2 separate regions of the Anas platyrhynchos genome follow, and region 1 is linked to region 2. The links are chromatin contacts, called in public Hi-C maps. All regions are on one chromosome and are shown on one strand. Each heading gives the region's core, a stretch centred on a gene start, on an enhancer-like site or on the middle of the called end of the contact. The rest is flanking DNA. Distances are from core to core; before and after follow the strand shown.

The links. Hi-C and Micro-C count contacts between places; a contact is called where the count stands out from the background.
Region 1: a Hi-C map of F1 follicle shows a contact between it and region 2, with 2.8 times the contacts expected there. The contact joins two enhancer-like sites. A contact is called at or near these places in 5 of 8 Hi-C or Micro-C datasets (F1 follicle, liver, skeletal muscle and 1 more).

Annotation. Positions count from the first base shown.
Region 1 is chr2:118,426,313-118,429,414 of IASCAAS_PekinDuck_T2T, forward strand. It overlaps SLC4A7 (solute carrier family 4 member 7), which reads left to right. Exons shown (of 26, transcript XM_072033453.1): 11 at 1-3; 12 at 1,838-1,941. Among named protein-coding and RNA genes, the nearest start is that of NEK10, 26 kb to the right of the region's middle. Within about 2 kb of position 1,684, at least 2 of the 8 cell types and tissues checked have an H3K27ac peak or open chromatin away from gene starts, as enhancers often do.
Region 2 is chr2:118,369,995-118,373,443 of IASCAAS_PekinDuck_T2T, forward strand. The region is part of intron 1 of SLC4A7 (solute carrier family 4 member 7); the gene reads left to right. Among named protein-coding and RNA genes, the nearest start is that of SLC4A7, 53 kb to the left of the region's middle. Within about 2 kb of position 1,912, at least 2 of the 8 cell types and tissues checked have an H3K27ac peak or open chromatin away from gene starts, as enhancers often do.

The DNA of each region.
Region 1 (3,102 bases), core at 434-2,933, 56 kb after region 2:
CAGGTAAAAAAAAAAAAAAAAAAAAAGGCAAAAACACCACCAAAACTCCAATAAAGAGCTCCCATGCATTTCCAAGTGCAAGTTAATTGTGCATTGAGTGTTAACTTCAGTTAAGCATCAAGAAGATGCACAAAACCATTTGGAAGAAAAAGTAGATCATTCATCTAAGCAGAAAACTGATCTGACACTTTTTTTTTTCTATTTTTTTTTTTTTTTTTTAAGTAAATTTTATAGTACTGGGTCTGACCAGCATGGAGTTAACCTTCCCCACAGCAGCACATACAGTTCTGTGTGCTCTGCACTTGTAGCTAGAACAGCACCTATATATCACCAGTTTTGTTTATTGCTGAGCAGTGCTGGCACAGCGTCAAGACTCTCCACCCCTGGGCCAGTGGGATGGAGTTGAGCAAGAGGTGAAGAGGGGACATCACCAGGGCAGCTGACCTAAACTGACCAAAGGGATATTCCATACCATATGTCACACTCAGCAATAAAAGCTGGGGAAGGAGAAGGAAGGACTCGTGTTATGAAAGCATCTGTCCTCCCAGAGAACTTCTATGTGTACTGAGGCCCTGCTTCCCAAAATGTGGCTGAACATTGCTTGCTGGTGGGAAGTTGAGAGTAACTTATTTTCTTTCTATGGTCTTTGCTTATTTTTTTTTTCTCTTTCCTCTTTAATTATCCTTATCTCAACCCATGAGCTTTTTTTTCATTACATTTTCTCCTCTTCTTTGAGCAGTGTAGTGGAGTTTAGTTGACTGTCATAAAACCACCACATGTATTTATTGTAATTCTTTTTGTAATACTGAAATGAAGCTGTCTGAGATGGAGAGTTGATCCAAAATTGTACTTGGGTTCATATTAACAAATTTAATCTAACAATGAACAGCAAGAGTATTGTAATTCTTACCAAAAAACACACCTTTGTTTGCATGCGACATTGATTGAAAATAAGTTTTAATGTGTATTGGCTAGTAATTAATGTTTACAGAATATTTATGAAATAGATAAAAGTGTCTGGTTGTGCTACAAGGCTTAGAACTGAGAGTCAGGGTGAGACCTTAGTGGCCTCTGACTTCTTTCCTTTTTGCCTCTTTATTACTGAGGGAAATTACTGCCACAGGGATCAAAAATGGGGAGGAAGACCGGTGTTCTTCGTTCACAAGGCTGAGCTGGTGTTGAATTATGTGATTATTTAGGGAAGTGGTTGGAATGGAAGGGGGGACAGCAGTATAGCTTATCTCATGAGTAGTGTGAGGCTAGCAATTAATTTGTTGCCAGAATAAGCAAGGCTAAGTGTTTTTTCCTTTTTCTTTTTTTTTCTTTTTTTTTTTCTGGAATGCAAGATTGACTGAGAAATTTGTGATGAGATGGTGAGCTTGATGAATAACTTTTCAAGTTACAATAACATTTGTACTTAATACTGTACTTTGTTATAGAGTGAGGTCAGTTTCTGTTGCAAGCTGGAGGCTTCTGCTCTGGAAATGACTGAGAAAAAAATCTTAAGAAGATGTCTAAGCCACGTGGCTGAGCCTATACTATGTCTTGAAAAGGCAGACTTTGTTTCATCATGTCTCAGGGGAGATAATTCTTTTAGAAAGGGAAGATTAGTACTGTTGTGCAAGACACTAATAAGATCTTTTTGGGAGTGTTGCACAATTTTGGTCATCTGTATTCAATAAAAGAGGAATTTGGCACATGGAGAGCTGCTGATAAGCTGGGATTCTAAAAAGGCCTGGAAGGCAAGTCTCTGTACACTCTTCGCGGTTGCACTAAAAAGTATAATTTGAAGTATGTGTTTGTCTTGTGTGGCTTTTTTTTTTTTTTCCTTCTTTAGGAGAAAAGAAAGATACCTAAGTTTCCCAATGGATCTACTCCTACAGGAGAGACTCTTAAAGAAGAAGGCCATCATGCTGGACCCGAACTTGAGAGAACTGGAAGGTGTGTTCACTTCCCTAAATACTAGCTACCATAAAGAAATAAAAGTGATAAATCTCCATAGATTTAATGATGGCATTTAAACATAAACAAACAAACAACACCATTGTATGTGTCAGAACGCATCTGTTTTCCTTTTCAAGTGTTGGGTTCTTGCCTATAAATGGCAGTGTGCTTAAAGCATTTTCAAGCCTGTGGCAGTGTTTCTCAACACGTTTGTGAAGGATTTCTTATAAGATGCTGCTTGATTTAACTAACTGACTTTTAAGTGTTGAGTTTTAATTTTTAATTATCAAAAGCATGCAATTACCATAATTATACCAGGAATATACAATTTTCAGTATTGGGCTAGGTACTAAAAATTTCCGTTAATGCAAATCTGTTTTATTAAACATGTATGAAGTGGAATAACAAAGAATATAAAGTGGCAAAGAATACTGTTTTGGTTATGTTTCTTTTAGATCTGAAATAAAAATCAAAGGAACTTTTCGGTTGAGTTGCATTACTGTTCTGTTCTGAAATAATTGCCAAAAAAACCCCACCTCTCTAACAGTGGAAATGCAACTGAATAGGACTATATGTTAATATTGCATACCGGAAATTATATCAACTGAGAAATTCTGGAGAAGATGTATAAAGTTATCCCCAAAATGATAAACTTCTAAGTGATTTACATTTTTCTCATACCTTTGCAAGAAGGAATTATAAGCGTTGTTTTAATTTTTACAATTTTAGCTTCATCATACTCTTATCTTGCCTTTTTGCAGATGGTATAAGGAACAAAAGCTCATTTCTACCCACAGAATTATCTTTAAATAGCTAAAACTTTTTTTTTCCACAGGAATGGAAAATTTTGTTAAGGCTTTTATGTATAATTCAGAATAAACCAATTTTTTCCTAGTTACAAATTTTACTTAGTATTTAATTTTGAAAATTTTGAGAAGCTACAAAAAGCTTTTTAATTTCTTGGTAACTTACCCACTTGAACCGATTTATATACATTTGTTTTTGTATTTCCATTTAGAAAATATCTCCATACTCCAAATGTTATGCTGTTAAGTAAATATAGGTTCGTTCATCAATGTAGAGAATTCGGATCAAAAACAAAGCTATAACTGCTTACTGGAGTAGTGATATTGAAATGCAATGATTTTGGTTGAAGTT
Region 2 (3,449 bases), core at 662-3,161:
AAAGTTCAAATTTTCAACAAATGATGTAGAATGAGTACTGATATTTTTTGTAAGATATAATTGTGCTGGAAGGCATCTAGACCTGTCAGCAGTATGGCTAAGACAGTATCTTCTAATACCAAAATATTTTTAAACTTAAAAACAAGCTTGAAATTTCTTTTTAATACTAAAAGAAGTTTCCAGACTGTTGTCAAGCCATTGCCCTGGTTTATCAGATTTCCTAGCGTTTGCTTCCAAAGTGGAACTTCCTCTGAGTAAGGCATGTGAAGCTGAAGAGAAGAAGCGGGATTTATCATTCAGAACTGTGCCTCCCATCACCCCACTGCACAATGCGTGTTGGAGTTCTGCTGTGTGACCTCCTGCTTGCTGCTGCTAATTCTCGACAGTATAAGTATACTACTGGGGATCTATCTGTATGTTGAGGTCTGCTTTTCTGGTGGGGAGAACTGAAGGCTCACCTGAAAACTTGACTCTTTGATACATTTTTTTCCACCATCATCATCTTTTCACTATGGAGGCATATGTGCATTAAAACCACATATGTGTGTGGACAGCAAGTCTTGAAAAACTGTGCTTCCCTAAAGTGACGATTTTTTTCCTGGTCTTTTACGCACTAGGCGGATTCCTTTGTTTTTTCCATGACTAATGGAAATATAGTAAATACATACTGGCTGTGTCTTGACTTGGATCTATTTTTGGATGGAGAGAGACAGCTAAGTGACTGTAAATACCTAGGTTATGGTAAGGATAACGGTGTCAGTTATTCCTTGCTAGAGAAACCTAAAATTTTGTTACAACAAAACTACCACTTCTGAACACTGCAACTGTTCCATTAGCAGAGTAGAATTATCATTAGACTTGAGAATCACTAATCAAGCTGTCTTGATGGTCTGTTACCAAAGAATGGAAAAAGGTTAAAGCAAACCTGTGTTAGGGAGAGAGATTGTAGTGGAATTTCACTTGGTGTTGGTTTCTGGAGTGCAATAGCTTCCCAGTGCAGAAATTCTGTTGCCTTGTCAAGAGTTTGAGGCTGCTGTGTTCTGGATCCCAGAAGTCACGCGAAGCTGAAGCACTTGTGAGTTCGTTCTTTCAGACAAGGTTATGAATAAGCTACTGCAGCTAATAAATCATGTTTATTGCTAACTGATCAGACTGAGTTCACATTTAGAAGCCGTGATTCATCAGATACTCTTTTGCATGTGTAAGAAAAGGATGTACAGCAGATAGATCTTGTTGCACGGACTTGTTTTCTGCCTCTGTTGTTTAACTTCAGTTAAAAAAAAAAAAAAGTTTTCTCCCCTTCTTACTGCCCTCCACATCTGTTGCTCATTCCTACTGCTGAACAACAACAGGTAGTTTCAGATGAGTTGTGGCTTGTCTGTTTCTACCCCAGCACACTCAGATAATGCCTGCGTGTTCCTCCTACCCCTGCTTCCACCTTTTATGTGCTCTGTTTTCACATTTGAGCTCAGTCACAGGTTGCCTTTTCATGCACGCTGTCCGGTTGTCAGGCCTGCACGACTTCGTGCATTGAGGAATGAGCTGTTCTGTGCTTTGAGGAGGTTGTCCAAGAAGATCAGCCACTTCTCCCAGGCTTTTACCCTTTACCCTCCACGGTAGCATTCCTTGAGATTTTACCGAGAAGAGTCCTGAACAGGCTGCATTCTGCTCTCGTGAAGTCCCATGTTAGAACTGCACGTACTGAGTCCTGTGCTGTGTACTGTACTATTTGTCTTTCTTGCTTCTCCCAGGACTTGAAACTCCACAACTTTGTGGTTGCTGCAGGCAAGCCAGTTTCTGACTTTCACATCCCTGTCTGTTTCTTCCTTGTTTGTGAGCAAGTACAGCAGAGCATCTTCACCGGTTGACTCACACACTAAATCATCACACGCTTGAGAAATCTGCTGGAGTGCTGTGCCTGACCATGCTCTACCAGCAGATACCATTGTGGGTCTAGGTCTTGATGTGTACCAGTGCCCACAATCATAGAGCTTCCTCCAGCTTTTAAAGGAAGGATTCTTCTTACTCCTCTTCTTCATGAAGAGATCTGTAGTGGGCATCAAGTGCAATGTCAATCCTGTTGGACTTTTCTCTGATCCTTACCTATAAGGTCTTGGAGTGTGTTGTCATTTGTTCAAGCAAAGCTCCGTGTGTTGAAGACATCCCTTTGAAATCTGATTGAGATCTGTGCTCTTCAACTTCCCAGCCTGGCTTTCCCAAGAACCTGCATCACTGCAGCCATGCAAGCTGTTGCACCCTCACTCTGTAAGAAGCTCTGACTTCGAAGTCTGCCTTTTACCTTCCATGCTGTGAGTGCAAGCACCTGAGGGAGATGGGCTCTTGGTTATGGCTTTTCCACAAGGGGGACAAGAGCATCTTCTCCCTTTTGGATTTTCCACATCTTCACTTAAGTTTTTAAGCTTTTCTTCACCATGCCCATATTACAGCCGTATTCACAAGCTAAGGGAGTTTGGTGGTAAAGATATTTGCTCTGCTGTTAACTGGATATTGACTCTCTCCTCGCTCGAGGGACTGAGAATACCACTTGGGCCTCTTCATCCTTCCCGTGGTGCTCAGCAGTCACTCTTGATTCACTCAACAGTAATGATTTTCTTTTTGGAAGTGTTGCTGGTGTCCCTGTGGGCAAGTGGGAAAGGGTAATAGTCTGAGGGCTGGATGAGCCTTGACATTTTTTTCTGAAACAACCTTGATCCAAACATCCAGCAGGCTGCAGACCTGCCAGGACCTCATGTTTATCTTCAGTGATGTTGTGCAGTGTGTTCATGCTGTCCTGCAGTTCCTTCACCTGGCCACTCAGCACCTCAAGGGTAGCAGCACCTCTTGTGGATGAGGCTGCTGCCATCCATTACCAGCCCCAGGGAGGAGCAACACAACTCCTCCCTGAGGAGTTCTTGGGGTTGGCATCTCTGATCTGAGAGGGCTGGTTATGCTTCATCTGCTGGTAAAGATTTTGCCACGTGGAGTGCCGTTAAGCAGTCTTGAGCGGCATTTCAGGGCTCTTTGTAGCTTTGCTGTGTGAACTGCTGACATCTGTTAGCTGAGCCCTGGGAGATGTGCTGTGCTTGTGATAATGTTATTAAACTAGTAAACCTTGCTATCTAGTTCTTCTCACAACAGAGAGGGAAAACATGCAGGTTTATGTAAATATTATGTTCTAGTTGAAATTAATTTCTCATAGACACATTGTGTCAATATTTTTTTAGCAACTCCAGTTTTGTAAACATACTTGTAACAACTGTTATTTTTGCAAGACAGCTATTCATTGATAATAATCCTTCTCTCTTTTTTTTTGTTGGCTGATGCCCTTGCATTGGCTGATGTTGTTGCATAATTTATCCTCAACACTGAAGGCCCAAACACAACAGAACTTTGTACAGTCTGTTAGATTATTATGATGTTCCTGATTGTATATTTCATGAGATACTGTG